5 separate regions of the Mus musculus genome follow, and regions 2, 3, 4 and 5 are each linked to region 1. Evidence: chromatin contacts called from public Hi-C and promoter capture Hi-C data. All regions are on one chromosome and are shown on one strand. Each heading gives the region's core, a stretch centred on a gene start, on an enhancer-like site or on the middle of the called end of the contact. The rest is flanking DNA. Distances are from core to core; before and after follow the strand shown. Region 1 holds the start of Elf5 (E74-like factor 5). Region 2 holds the start of Nat10 (N-acetyltransferase 10). Region 3 has its middle 44 kb from the start of Apip. Region 4 has its middle 54 kb from the start of Pdhx. Region 5 holds the start of Caprin1 (cell cycle associated protein 1).

The links. A called contact is a pair of places that touch in the nucleus more often than the background predicts. Capture Hi-C pulls out chosen DNA fragments and counts their contacts.
Region 2: a promoter capture Hi-C map of adipose tissue shows a contact between it and region 1. The contact joins the promoter of Nat10 here to the promoter of Elf5 in region 1. A contact is called at or near these places in 9 of 39 promoter capture datasets (the 3T3-L1 cell line, 3T3-L1-derived adipocytes, cranial neural crest and 4 more), 1 of 484 Hi-C or Micro-C datasets (liver), 3 of 115 datasets of contacts at active chromatin or transcription factors (embryonic basal ganglia, embryonic forebrain and pro-B cells) and 3 of 9 other capture datasets (adipose tissue, liver and macrophages).
Region 3: a contact with region 1 is called in a Hi-C map of the CH12 cell line, with 2.8 times the contacts expected there. The contact joins the enhancer-like site here to the promoter of Elf5 in region 1. A contact is called at or near these places in 19 of 39 promoter capture datasets (the 3T3-L1 cell line, 3T3-L1-derived adipocytes, the C10 cell line and 11 more), 10 of 484 Hi-C or Micro-C datasets (the AML12 cell line, the CH12 cell line, the G1E-ER4 cell line and 5 more) and 2 of 9 other capture datasets (embryonic stem cells and macrophages).
Region 4: a Hi-C map of the HPC-7 cell line shows a contact between it and region 1, with 2.7 times the contacts expected there. The contact joins the enhancer-like site here to the promoter of Elf5 in region 1. A contact is called at or near these places in 5 of 39 promoter capture datasets (the 3T3-L1 cell line, liver, pre-B cells and 1 more), 2 of 484 Hi-C or Micro-C datasets (the AML12 cell line and the HPC-7 cell line) and 1 of 9 other capture datasets (embryonic stem cells).
Region 5: a contact with region 1 is called in a promoter capture Hi-C map of adipose tissue. The contact joins the promoter of Caprin1 here to the promoter of Elf5 in region 1. A contact is called at or near these places in 2 of 39 promoter capture datasets (hippocampal neurons and liver), 2 of 115 datasets of contacts at active chromatin or transcription factors (embryonic stem cells and large pre-B cells) and 1 of 9 other capture datasets (adipose tissue).

The regions. Positions count from the first base shown.
Region 1 is chr2:103,422,637-103,425,336 of GRCm38.p6, reverse strand. Elf5 (E74-like factor 5) reads right to left here and starts at 1,269. Exons shown (of 7, transcript NM_010125.3): 1 at 1,149-1,269.
Region 2 is chr2:103,759,903-103,762,602 of GRCm38.p6, reverse strand. Nat10 (N-acetyltransferase 10) reads left to right here and starts at 1,333. Exons shown (of 29, transcript NM_153126.3): 1 at 1,333-1,554.
Region 3 is chr2:103,115,976-103,118,675 of GRCm38.p6, reverse strand. No RefSeq gene overlaps it. Among named protein-coding and RNA genes, the nearest start is that of Apip, 44 kb to the right of the region's middle. Within about 2 kb of position 1,320, at least 22 of the 459 cell types and tissues checked have an H3K27ac peak or open chromatin away from gene starts, as enhancers often do.
Region 4 is chr2:103,017,670-103,020,369 of GRCm38.p6, reverse strand. No RefSeq gene overlaps it. Among named protein-coding and RNA genes, the nearest start is that of Pdhx, 54 kb to the left of the region's middle. Within about 2 kb of position 1,394, at least 39 of the 459 cell types and tissues checked have an H3K27ac peak or open chromatin away from gene starts, as enhancers often do. A contact at or near this core is called in the HPC-7 cell line, where this site is marked.
Region 5 is chr2:103,796,315-103,799,014 of GRCm38.p6, reverse strand. It overlaps Caprin1 (cell cycle associated protein 1), which reads left to right and starts at 1,375. Exons shown (of 19, transcript NM_016739.3): 1 at 1,375-1,552; 2 at 2,075-2,284. The coding sequence starts at 2,075.

The DNA of each region.
Region 1 (2,700 bases), core at 20-2,519:
AAGTTTTGATTTTTTTCCCCATCCTGGTCTGCTAATCTGTAAGTACTCATGACCATCTCTGATAACCTACTTCCGAATCCTTAAAATGGACATCTCAACACACAGTCCGCTGAGCGTCCTGAGGATTTAATAAAATCAGTGAACATTGATTGAGTAGCTAAAAAGTTTCACTCTGAAGACTTTTGAGAAGAGGAGGCAACCAAACTGTAAAAGCTGCTGTCCCCAATACACTGAATCATAGAAAGACCCTTGCCGAGAGAATGAAGGCAGGAGAATGAAGCTTTCCGTGTGGATGAGCACGTGTAACAGCCTGGGTCTGAGTCTTTGGACTACCACACAAAACCATCTCTATAAATTACCGGGCCTTCTTGTGCCTCAGTTGCCCCATCTGTAAAATGGAGACTAAGTGCATAATGATCTAGGACCCCTATTCTGTCTTAAATTCTCCTACCTTAACGCAGATGCGGGAGAGCATGTGTTTCCAGTTGCTGCCAGTAGGGGGCAAATGCGCACAAACCCCTGAACGCATACAGACTGATAAGGTTTGAGAATACAGTGGAAAAAAACCCTAGCCACTTCTCTTCTGGAAGCACTCTGTCCTAAGGGGCTGTGGGAGGGCCAAATGAGATTCCTTTAAACTATTTTGTACAAACTCCTTAAAAAAACAAAAACAAAAACAAAAAAAGCCTTAAACAGTAAGAATACCATTCTCTGTATCAAGAGGGGCAGCTTGGTGAGCAGGCCCTCCAAAGAACTGAGGGGTGAGGCCAGGGTTGGGGGAGGTGGTGGGTTTTTCTTGAGCTGGCTATCCGTGCAGAATCCGGCTTCCTCCTAAAGGCAGCTAAAGGATGGGCAGAGATTTAAGCGCCTGTACACATTCTCTCAGCTGCCTTTGGTTTAGTGGAACCAGAGGAAGTGGGGGCCGGTGAAGAGGGTGGGTGGCCACCTTCCCGGAGGAGACAAAAAAAAATCTCTCCGGCAAGCCGTCAAACCTGAGTCAAACACCCCCGGAGGAGGCACTCTGGCTTCCTCACGGAGGGGCTGCCGTGGGAGCTGGAAACAGAGACTCAGTCCCAGGCCCCAGCTAAGTCTCTGAGCCCCGACACCCCCTTTCAATTCATTCAAAAGAGCAAAGAAAAGCTGCTTACGTGAAGACAAGTGGTGGCTAGGTCCAGACAGAAGGCTTTCAAGGCAAGAGAAGGCAAGCGCGCTCCCAGCACCAGCGGACTGTAGAAATAAAGGCACCTGTAGCCGTGTGATATAAGTGACACCTACAGACAGGTCCGTTTGGTTTTTCAGGTTTATGCACAGCCCCTTTGATGACGGTGACATACGGTGTGACACGGCTCCTCGGGGGTGGGGGGTGGTTTTCACATGCAGAAAGTTTACCTTTCTCCTGCTTTTGTGCCCAGCTCCCACCACCCACCGAGGGGACCCAGGAAATGAGCAGAGAATTCTTGCCCCCGGGGGGATAAGTGGAGTGCTGGCTGGAGCAGTCTCCGTTGAGCAAGCTGGAGGGAAGGAAATTCAGGCCTGGTGTCTGTTCATTGCAGCCTTTGCCTGGGCTGGCCAAGTCCCGAACCTCTGTATGTAGTGTTATCCCCTATTCTGTGCGTGTTAGGAAAGAAGAGCAGTGCCAAGAAGTGGTAAAGAATAAAGGTGCTTCAGGGATCAAATTCTGAGCCGGTCATTTTCTGGCTGCATTACTGTGAATAAGTTAATGAGCATATCCGGGATCCATCAGATTAATGCAATAATGGAATCTGTCCTTGGGTTGCTGGGAAGGCCATACTTGGTAATGTCAGCCAATCACCTGGAAGCCTGTCCTTGGGCGCTACATATTTCCTTCTATTGATCCTGGTGGGGACCTTCCGATCAGGGGGCAGGGAGAGAGTCAGGGAGCAGTGCTTTCACTGGCCTTTCCACTCTAAGCACCCAAAGGGCGCCATGTTTGAATACAGGAGCCATGTGACAGCTTTCCCCCTTTCCCAGTGTCCTCTGTTTTAGAAATGGCGATATGAAGGGATCGTGGAGCTGCAGTGTCAAACATCCAGAACAACACGGGGGCGGGGGGTCCTGATTGGCTTGCAAGCTGTCAGCTGTCTCACTGAGAACTACCCAGTTTTTAGGACATCTCTCAAATCTAAATGACGGCCTAGGCAGTCATCTGGGAGGAGTGTTCATAACCCCCTTTCGTGGGTTCCGTTCCTCTCTCAATCTCAGGCAGCCAAGACACCAAGGTGCTCAAACTGCAGACTCTGTGATCTTGAAGTGGAAAGCAGAGATTGACTGGTTGGTTAGGTTTTCTTGGGAACACTGGGCATAGGCACAAACACTCAAATCCAAACACCCGAACGGCGTGAAGAAACAAAAGGCAGTTCATGTGAGGAGTCATGTGTCATCATGGAAAAATAGTCGGGGCAAGATAAGTGGCCTGTTGAGGCTCTGGCTTGGCTCTGGGACCTTAGGTGGGAGAGCCAGCTTTTCTGGGTCAGAATTCTCCCAACAGTAATAGGAGAAAACGGGATTAAGTTATTTATTTATTTATTTAATCATTTTGTTGGATTTAACAGTGCCTTTAATCCCAACACTCAGGCGGCAGATATCTGTGGGTTTGAGGCCAGGTTGATTTACACAGTGAGTTTTAGGCTACCCAGGGTGATCCACACAATGAGACCCTGTATCACTAGGCATTTTTAA
Region 2 (2,700 bases), core at 84-2,583, 340 kb before region 1:
GACCAGAGTTTTGACTCCTGGGACAAAGGTGGAGGAAGAGAATTGTCTCCAAAACCCTCTAAACCTGCAGGTGTGCAGTTCCATTCCCATACCCATCTTCTCAAGCACATTTGATATTCTACACTGAGAATATTCTACATCAACTATTTTCAGTCCAACTACTTGATAGGGGCAGTTGGCAGTAAGTTGGAAGCTGTCTTTGTTGTCTTTATATTCTTCAGTAAAATCACATGCTTCCACAGCATAGACAGCTCAGCCATCTAGCACTGGCTACCCTTCCCCTGCCCTACTACTTTATCATTCTAAATCTTGACTATCTTATGGCAGTTGCCCCCGTTTGCATCCTGACCTGGTGGTTTCAGATTTTGCAGTGACTAAGGTAATCATAGCCATCATCTCTGTTCCCAAAATTCCAGTTTTTTGTTTTCATTACAACGGAAATACCATATCTGGGCTACTTAAGCAGAATCGACTAGCCTTATTTGCCCATTTTTGTCCTCTTCCTATATTGGTTCCTTTAAAAAAAAAAAAGTCGAGTACTCACAAGGGTCATTATTTCTAAGTTTTGTGTTTTGCTTGTGTCACCACCACCTTATAGGACTTGTCTGCCCATTATAACAAAGTACTGGTAGTTTTATTTTCTTAAGTGCATTTAGAACCTTAGTATTAAGTCTAGGGCTGTATTGGTGACTTAAAACAATATGGCTAGGCATCATGAAGTCTTTAAAGTCCATTGAAATTTAGATTGATATTGAAGTTGGTGCGTAAATTTGGGGAAGGAATTCGTTTTAGATAACAGAACTTGTGCCCAAAAATATAGGATAAACCGATTTCACGTGGCTCATGCTAAAAGGAAAGCAGACATACTTACGGGTATCCTTGTGGATGTGGTTGGATGAGCTTTGAGACCCAATGTTGGGCTTTTAGTACACTTGGCATGAGTAAGAAAAGCCTGCAGAGTACCGCGGCCACGATCGTTGGTACAAAGTCTACAGACATTCTCAGACTGCTGCCGGATGGAGGTTCAAGTAAGATGAATTAAACAATTACTGGGCTAGTTTCATATAAAAGTAGGGAGGTCGATAAAACAACACCTACGCTAGCAACAGCTATTGCCTTGTACAACCCTGCTATAGAGGTTTTTTTCAACATAGCAACAGTGGACGAGTTCCTGTACCAGTGGCAACGGCAAATGCGAGACACCCGGATATCTAAACGATTACTTCCGCCTGTCATAGCCAGGTTACCCGCAGCAAATGGCGAAATGGCGGCCGGGAGTTAGTGCGCAAGCGTAGCGGAGATCCGCGGCGTGTTCTTACGTCATCACTAAGCGTCGAAGCCATGGAAGGTCCCATAGCTGTAGTGGTCCCCTCCCTTCTGAGCACTTGCCCACGTGCTGTCTGCCACTTAAGCGGATTCACGTGCAGCGGCGGCCCCGGCGTAGCTCAGCTGTGTAGAATTTTCTCCAGCAGATTGGTCAGCCTGGGTAGCAACTCGGTGTCTTCACGTGCTTCCGTTGTGCAGCTGCCTGGTGTCGGCCGGAGCAGGGCGCAGGTACTCTTTGCAAGGGACTGGGTCGGATGTTGAGATGTGCGTTTGGGTCTTTCACTGGCCGGTAGGGCTGGCTCGAGTACGGAAGCTTCTGTACCGGCTGGTGCCTGTATCTTCGGACTCTTCGCCTGGACTGCCCTACAGACAGACGTTCCTGGTCCGGGATACTCTGACATGCGGGGCTGGCTTCTCGAGCGCTTTCCGGGAGTGTGGCTCCTTCCCACACTCGGGCTTCTTCTCTCTCTTTGAGAGAATGGGTTGGTGTCAAAACTATTTTCTGAGAAACTCGGCTCCTCGTAGCAGTGGTAGGCTTTGAACTAACGCGGTTTAGTCCCAGATATTCTGCTCTTAAATACTGCAGTATGCCAGTTTATTTGCACTATTTAGCTGTCTCAGTCAGGACATTTGACAGTGCACCTCGTGATGCTTAGTACCCGGTGCTGTGTGTACAAGAATGGATACAGCCGAATGAAAATGACTTGTCGATCAGGTTGTGGTGGCGTATACCGTTAATTCCAGCGCTTGGAAGGTGGAGCCTGGAGTATTTTTTGGAGCTCGAGGCCAGTCTGGTCTGCATAGTGAGACTGTTTGAAAAAACAAAACAAAGCAAACAACAACAACAACAAAACCCAATACGATTCATCTTATTTTCTCTTTCCAATAATGCTTTCCTTATGTATTAAACGTTTCTTGGAACCAGTAATTTTAGATCGTTATCAGATCCCTCACTCTGGCCATTAATTTTACATTAGTTTTGTGTGTAGTTGTATTTCATCTACTTTTAAAAGTACTTTTTAGAATTAAAGCTTGTACTCAGGGGCCTTACCTGTTAATTCTAAGACTCTCCTATTATAACAAAAAATAAGACTCCCCCCCCCCCCCCCCCCCAAGACAGGGTTTCTCTGTATAGCCCTGGCTGTCCTGGAACTCACTCTGTAGACCAGTCTGGCCTCTAACTCAGAAATCCGCCTGCTTCTGCCTCCCAAGTGCTGGGATTAAAGGCGTGGGCCACCACTGCCTGACAAGATAAGACTTTTAACAATTAAGCTGGACTCGTTAACATTAGGTACCCATTCATTTTTTGTAGGTGTTTATGTGGCTGGCAACATAAAGCTTACAAACTGAGTTGCTTTGGACTTGGGTAGATCC
Region 3 (2,700 bases), core at 71-2,570, 310 kb after region 1:
CCCCGAAGAGGCCAAGTCACTTGCTCAAGGACATAATGCTCAATTAGGAACACAGTGTTAATTAGGTTCCTTTTGAGTTAGCAAATCTTCCAGTAAAGAGAGACACAGCCTTGGCCCAGATTCTGGAATTGTCTGGGAAGGCAGAGAGAATGAGACAGCAACAGAGAGGCCAGGGCTGTTTGCAAATCCTGTGGGACATCATCCGAGCATTCACAGAAAGCCTTGCAGGGCAGGCAGAATTGGCTAGGGTGGAACGCCTTTGTTAAAGGAAGCCCTGCTATAGCTGCTGACATTTGAATTGTTAATATTACAGTGTTTATAATCATTCTTTTTCCTCCCCCTTGCCAGGTACCTGTTTTCCTTTGTCTCATTGGGTCTGTGTGGTTTTGCTCCCTGAGTCGATAATGATTTACTGAGCTTCCACACCAAGGTAAGCCAGAAGGCAAGACCCAAGACCCAAGCGCAACATTTATTGTCTCTTAATTTTTGAGGCTGTGTGTGTGTGTGTGTGTGTGTGTGTGTGTGTGTGTGTGTGTGTATGTGTGTCTGTGTGTGTGTGTGTGTCTGTGTGTGTGTCTGGGTCTGTGTGTGTGAGTGTGTGTGTGAGTGTGTGTGTGAGTGTGTGTGTGTGTCTGTGTGTGTGTGTGAGTGTGTGTGTGTGTGTGTCTGTGTGTGTGTGTGTGTGTGTGTGTGTGTGTGTGTGTGTGTGTGTGTATGATTGATTTGGTTTTGTTTGGGGACTGTAGGAGGAGGACTGGATTCAGGAATAGCTATGAAGTTCCACCCATCCCATCTCTCTGGACCTGGGTGACCACCAGAAAAAGAAAGTAATTCCTTTGTCTTTCTCTTGATTCAAGCCAAGTACTTGTTGTGTTCCACACAGTATCCCAGGACATGGTGGTGGTGGTGGTGGTGGTGGTGGTGGTGGTGGGGTGAGCTTTCTGGAGAGGCCCCTCTGGTCTCACCCAGCTACTCCTTTATTTACACATTGGTTAGGTGAAGTACACCCACTCTGATTATGAAATGCTATTCATTGTTTTTAGTGAGTTGCTGTTTAGGTGTGGGCAAGAAGTCTTCATTCTGAGGGCATTGAAAGGATTTCACAGCAATGTCAGTCTTATAGATGTGCACTTAAGTAAAACCACTGGCTTGAGAATGCTCACAATTGATGAGGTAAATAATTGAAGAAGAGGCTGGGTTTCATTATCCAAATCACAAGACATTGACTGTGAGCTAAACTCCTGCCAGCCCTTACACAGTCCTCACAGATAATGGCTTAATCACGACGAGTAGGTTCCGGGGCTGCAGAACAGAGCACGCCTGTCCTTTACATGCCACTGGGAAACAGAAACTAAAGATCGGGAAAAAGGCAGCTTTCCCAGTCTCTAGTCATTGGAAGCTTGGCTTGGTTTCAGGGCTGGAATTCTGGTTTTCCCCCCAAATCTCCCTAGCACTGGGTTATGCAAATCTTAGGTGTAGCAAGAATTGGGCATGAAATCAGTTGCAGGTTTTAGACTGTTTGCGGCTTACCTGTGACTTAATAGAACATACAAATGCTTTCTTTTTGCCTGGGCTGTTTTCCTCATTTCTCTGGAAAGAGAGTACAAGCATGGCTTTGGGTTTGCAAATTTATAGAACTCCAGGGAACATCATACAAATGGGTGCCCTTAAAGGTGGGCAAAATACCTACCTGATTCTCTCATCATAGCAATATATGCATATGTTCCTACCAAAACTGATGATATGTCCAAGTCTGATATTCCATGTGGATATTCTCTTCCAAGAACCTGAGAAGTGACTTTTTCAACCCTGGTGCCAAAGATACTGATAATGACAAGCAATGTCTCACCCAGTGATAAAAGGAGGAGAAAGAGAAGTTTCTAAGTGACTTTGAAATGTTTGAATATTTATCTTGTAGAAGATGTGAGAACTAGCTTTCTGGTCATATATGTGTTATGTTTTATATATAATACTATTTGAGATATTATATTTAATATATTTATATGTGTTGTTGTTATTTGAAACAGAGTCTTGCTATGTAGCCCAGACAGGCCTTGAATTCAGAATCTTCCTTCTCAGCCTCTCCATTGCTGGGATGACAGGCATTCACTACTGTGAATTTTACCCAGCTAGAAAAAAGTATTTTAGATCCCAGCCTTGGTGTCTGGAGTTGAGCTGAAATGAGGGCATGGTGTTCTTGGCAAGTGATGAGAACAGGTAATGTGTCCCCTACACTCTCCAGCCTAAATAGGTTTGTTTGTTCTTGTAACAGGCCTTTACTTATAAAGACAGCTGGTTCCCTTAAGAAGTATGTATCCAACTAATCCTCCACATAGATTCTTGCCTTCAGCAAAGACAATGAGTTTGCCATATTCAGCGTAAAACTTGATTGCACTTGCCTCCAGGCCTTTGAGGAGTCTGGCTGCCTCCTTACCTGTGATCATGGCTCTGCGGGCCGAGTGTCTCTGTGAAAACTCAAGAGCATTTCAAGACCCAAAGAGGAAAGGAAACAAAGAAATGCTTAGTTTTCATTGAACATTGTGATATATGAACTTCAAATATGAAGGGACACAGCTACAGGTTATAACATCAACTTCATTAGTTATTAAATTTAATATTCACAAACAACCCATTATAGTTAAAAACAATTTGTGGATGCATTTTTTTAATTTAAAATTTCTCATGGGTGCCTAGTGATTG
Region 4 (2,700 bases), core at 145-2,644, 410 kb after region 1:
GATTCTTGCTTTCCACCTTGTTTGATGTATGATCTCTTGCTCACTGCTGTGTACACCAGGCTAGCTCCTGGTAATTGTCTTGTCTCTGCCTCCATCTGCCTGTAAGAACAGGTAGGGTCATGGTGTCTGTCTTTCAGGGTGTTAGGTTTGCATGACGAGTGCTTTTACCCACTGAACCCTCTCCTCAGCCCCCTTTTCTAATTTTGACATCTGAGGACTTGAACATGAGACAGCCATAAGTAGCTCTTTGCTTGCGCTCTGTCTTCTGTGGGCCGGTATCACTAGCAATAATGCCTCCATTTCCTGTAGCTACAAAGGAGGTTGGTCCCCATCCAGCTTGGACAGAGGCACTGTTTATCTGAAGCCATTTATTTCAGTTCGTGGGCAACACAAACCTAGTTGCCTCCCTCTCATGGTTTCTGTGATAGTTAATAAGCAGTGTAGAAGCTTTCCCCGTTTGATCAAAAATAATTCCTCTAGCATCTCTAGCAATTAGATTCCTGTAAGCAAATTGTCATTTATGGAAATAATCCTATTGCAGCATGAGGTCAAGGAATGATCTTGATTTGAAGGAGTGTGGATACATGGTGTGAGCCATGTGTGCATCAGCAAGACTGTCCACCACCACACTCTGTTTATAACAGGCAAATATACTGAGACAAGGAAAACAACCTAAGCATGAATTATGAGGGAAAAGCATCATTCATCTTAGTGTTTAACCATTAGTCATGGAAGTATTAATGAACAGTTACCTCTGTTAGTCAGAATGGGCTGGTTTCTTTAACTACACTTCCTACTTAGTAGCTAAAAATGAGTTTGTCCACTATTTTCTGTCACATTAAAAATGTCTGGGTGCTGCTGACCAGACTTGAATGAAACATTGCCAAGTAATTTATAAATACTGTTAAGAGTGTTCACATAATATCGAATGGAACTTTTTCTTTTTCTTTTGTTTTTTACTTATTTGCACTCTGAACCTACCTTTACCAGTAATTGTTTAAGCAAAACATAAGTTCTGGAAAAGAAGCCTTGTTTCCCTACTTTGAAAGGTAGGTGGTGCTATGAGTTAATATATTGTCATCCAAATAGAGAAACTGCATGGCTTTCGGTCTCAGCTTTCAAAGACATTCTGTTCTCATGACAAGGTTGTGTCATGATGGACGCGGGCTCCCTTCGCAAAGTGAAGAAATGAACTTATGCAGATTAAAAATTACACTTGAAACAAGTGCTATGAATGGGAAGCACTGGATTTTTAGAAGGGAGTAACAATACAGAAAGACTTTAAAATTAATCTGGCCATGATTCCAAGTGGGTTACAACAAAGGATGTGGGGCAGCAGGAAACAGCTGCAGGGTTTATACTAACTGAAGTATGACTGACTCTGGATCGCCATTACCTCAGGGCTTTTAATGAAGAAGGACAAGGAAGTGTGTCCTCCATGCCAGGCTGCTGTATGTGTGTTGTGAATGCAAGGTAGGCGTGTGCTTTCGAGACAGCGCCATAAGATGAGTGGAATTCCCTCCAGGACAGTTTCTGGAGGCTCACTATTGCCACTTGAAGAGGAGTGAGGTGCTTATATGTGATACAGCAAGTAGCATGGTTTCAGGACACATCTAAACTTGTAAATAAAAGAGTGATCGTCTCATAAAGACATTTTGAATAGTTCTGCATGGTTATTTGCCTTTCTGGCATCTGCATTGGTTTTGGAAGGAGGCAATTGGAACAAAGTAGTTTATCTTCTAAGTTATAGAACAATGAGGAGCCTCTTTAATTAAAAATAGTTTAGATAAACATATTTGGTGCCCACAGAGGCCAGAAAAGGCCATTGGATTGCCTGGAACTGGAGTTTCGGGCACTTGTGAGCAGCCATGTGAGTGCTGAGAACTGATCTTGGGACCTTTGCAAGAGCAGCTAACCACTGAACCATTTCTTAAGCACCCTTAATTGAAATTTGCTAAAGTCGTTTGCAGATGAACTTTGGAAAGTTACTGTTAGTTTGTGTCTTTGATCATATAGTTTATTTTCACAAATTAGAAGTCACTTCCCTGATTTTCCAACTCTGAGCCACCTTTTTCTTTCTGAGAAAGTGAGTATTGTCAATGCTCCTTGATTTAAACTATACCACCAAGGACATAAGTTTAAGGGAAATATAGGTTTCTGTTAAAAGTTGAGAGAACATTAGGACGATCAGTCAAGATTTTCTCATCTAAATGTATTTAAATTTTTTTCTTTATGAGATTCATAGTTATTCTTGTCACAGACAAGTAGATCTTTAAAGATTTGTCTGTTGTGGCCAAATGAGATACACATTAGTCAAGCCTTTATAAAGCATAAACTGGACACAAGGTTAAGTTTTTATGTGTATGTTACACTTAAACTTTGTATAGGGTCTCAATGTATGTAGCCCTGGTTATCCAGGAACTCCCTTTGTAGACCAGGCAGACCTCAAACTCAGATCTACCTACCTCTGCCTCCCTAGTGCTGGGATTAAAGGTGTGCACCACCACCTCTTGGCCCCACTTACTTTCTATCCGTGGCCCCTCAGTCCGCTTGGCAGAGAATACTACTTATCAGGAAGCTACAGGATAGAGCTTGGTAGATGATCACCCCTCCCAGTGCCTTAGCTTCTGCTCTGTGGGAACATCCTTTTCTAAGAATTCATTTAATCTGCATGCTTGCTCATCAGGAGGAGTATTTTCT
Region 5 (2,700 bases), core at 126-2,625, 370 kb before region 1:
CTGGAACTTACTAGGTAGACTAGGCTAGTCTAGTAGTCTTGAGCTTAAGAGGCCTGCCTGTCTCTGCCTCTCCAGTGCTTGGATTAAAGGCAGGAGCACTAACCAAGCTCCTCTCAGATCTTGCTCAATGGTGTTTCTTTTACTAGAAAGGTCCTCCTCTAAGCTCTCTTTGCTTCCTCCAGTCCTGGCTCAGAAGTACCCAGGAAGGTTTTCATTCCCCATCACCTTTTTTTCTTCCTTTGGTTTGTTATTTTTGTGCATACCTCCCAATACAAACACTGTGAAAAAAAAAAAGCTGTTTTGTTCACCATCTCTAGCACTGCAGATTTCCTAGCATGCCATAAGGTGCTCGATAAATACTTAAAAGCACAGATTACAGACTTTACAGTTAAGTGGAGTGAGTATCTCAAGGCCACGGGGTGCTGCTGTTTCTCCAGGCTCCCTCAGGATATACTGGTGCCAGCCAGTGTTAGTCATTTTAATTCTTTGATAGAACCCTCTTCTAAATTTCCTTTTCATGGATTTTAAATTATAAATTGGTCATTTACTGCTCTCATACATCATGTTGCTGAATTTTCCACGGATCATATTCCTTTTAGTACCTTTCTCTAGATCACTCATTTTTTCCTTTTACTCGTTATCCACCCTCTTTGACCACCCCCCCGCCCCCCAAATAATTCTCCTGGACAAAAAAGTGCCCCCCTCGCACCCCCTCCCGGCATCTTGCATAGTCTTTAAAGTTTTGGGTAAAATCTTAAACAAATCGGGTAAAGATAAGTAATTCCTGATAGGGCGTACTTATCTATCTCAGGGTAGGAGAAGACGGGTTTTTAACATGACTGGGGTAATTAAGGAGATCAAAAAGCCATGAAGGATGTTCATTCTCCATGCCTAGGTTATTGTATAATTATTATGTGGCAAGTTGCCTTTTCTCAGACCTTTTAGGGTGAGTTTGCATGCTCTCCATACAGAAGGAATTCTAGAAGCTGGGATTGCACCACCCACCCCACGCACCCCTTACTTGCAGAAACCTTTGCCCCTCCAACCCCCACTCCCACCAAATAAGGGCTCTACAAGGGGCAGTCCTCAGCTCCAGAGCCTGAGGCTTGACACCCATTGTCCCCGTTAGGATGTCAAGAGATTTCGCCTGAAGGACCCCAGCTTAGGTTTCACTCAAAACTCAAGGATCTGGGATAACGGTCTCCGTGAGGGTACTTTCCAGATATGCAAAGGGACAGGAACCTGGCGCCGAGGACACGGCCCGACGGGAGGCGCGGTCCGGTGACCTTTTTTCGACAGGCATTCCAGTCGGGCAGCCTCACCGGCTTGAAGGCCCTCGCTCCCTATTGCTCCCGCCCCCCCTCGTTGCAGAGCGCTGGCTGGCTAAGTCCCTCCCGCGCCGGCTCTTGTCCCACTAGGAGCAGCTCAGAGCCGCGGGGACAGGGCGAAGCGGCCTGCGCCCACGGAGCGCACGTCTCTGTTCTCAACGCAGCACCACCCTTGCCCCCCTCGGCTGCCCACTCCAGACGTCCAGCGGCTCCGCGCGCGCACGGTGAGCGCCATCCCGGATCAAAGGCGCCGAAGGGGAAGAAGGCCGCTGTACCTGGGTGTCCTTTTTACCTTCGGAGCGGTCCGAGCGGCTGGGAGGGCTCGCTCAGGGCCTCCCCACCCCCACCCCCAACCCGGTCACTCCAAGTGCCCTTCTCCACCCCTGGCCCTGACCTTTGTCCCTCTCGTTCTCGCAAGGCAACGGGTGCCACTTGCCCCGATGGGGACCGTTGCCCTGGCGGTTGACGGCGGCCGTGCCAGGCCCCGCCCCCGGCGCGAGCTTGGTGCCCCGGGGAGGGGGGAGGGGCGGGCGGCCCGGCGCCCCGCTGGCGGGTCGCGCGCGTGCCCGTGGGCCCCTTCCTGCCGGCGGCGCGCGCCGCCCCCTCCCCCCACCGCGCGCGCGCGTAGCCGCCTGCCCGCCCGCCCGCTGCGCGTTTTGTCCCGCGTCTCTCCCCGTCCGTCTCCTGACTTGCTGGTCTTGTCCTTCCCTCCCGCTTTTTTCCTCTCCTCTCTTCTCGGTCTAAAGATGCCCTCGGCCACCAGCCACAGCGGAAGCGGCAGCAAATCGTCGGGACCGCCGCCGCCGTCCGGTTCCTCCGGGAGTGAGGCGGCGGCCGGGGCAGCTGCGCCGGCTTCTCAGCATCCGGCAACCGGCACCGGCGCCGTCCAGACCGAGGCCATGAAGCAGATTCTCGGCGTAATCGACAAGAAACTTCGGAACCTGGAGAAGAAAAAGGTGCGAGGAGTTAGTGGAGAGGGAGGGCTCGTGGCTCCAGCCCTACACCGGTCCCGGCGGTGGATGGTGCTCCTTGCCCAGAAAACGGGCGCCTCGGGGAGGTGCCTGTCACCTGACCCCAACGCGGCGCTGCCTCTAGGCCTCGGTTACTCACATCAGGCTGAGCGGGGCCTTTCCGCCTGGTGACCGGTTGCTTGGGTGGTGGGCCCGTTGCTGGGTATGCTCCCAAACTGAGGCCTGACTTTTGAAGGAGGCCAAGGGGAAGAAACAGTGTGCCCGGCCCGATTGCTCGTGGAGTTGAGCGGTCCATGCCTTGTAACTGTGGCGTTTGCCTTTGGTACCTAGGCTGGGGGCTGGTGGAATGGCTCTCTTCCCAAGAAAAGATATGTGTCTAGACCTGAACTAGGGTTGCAGTC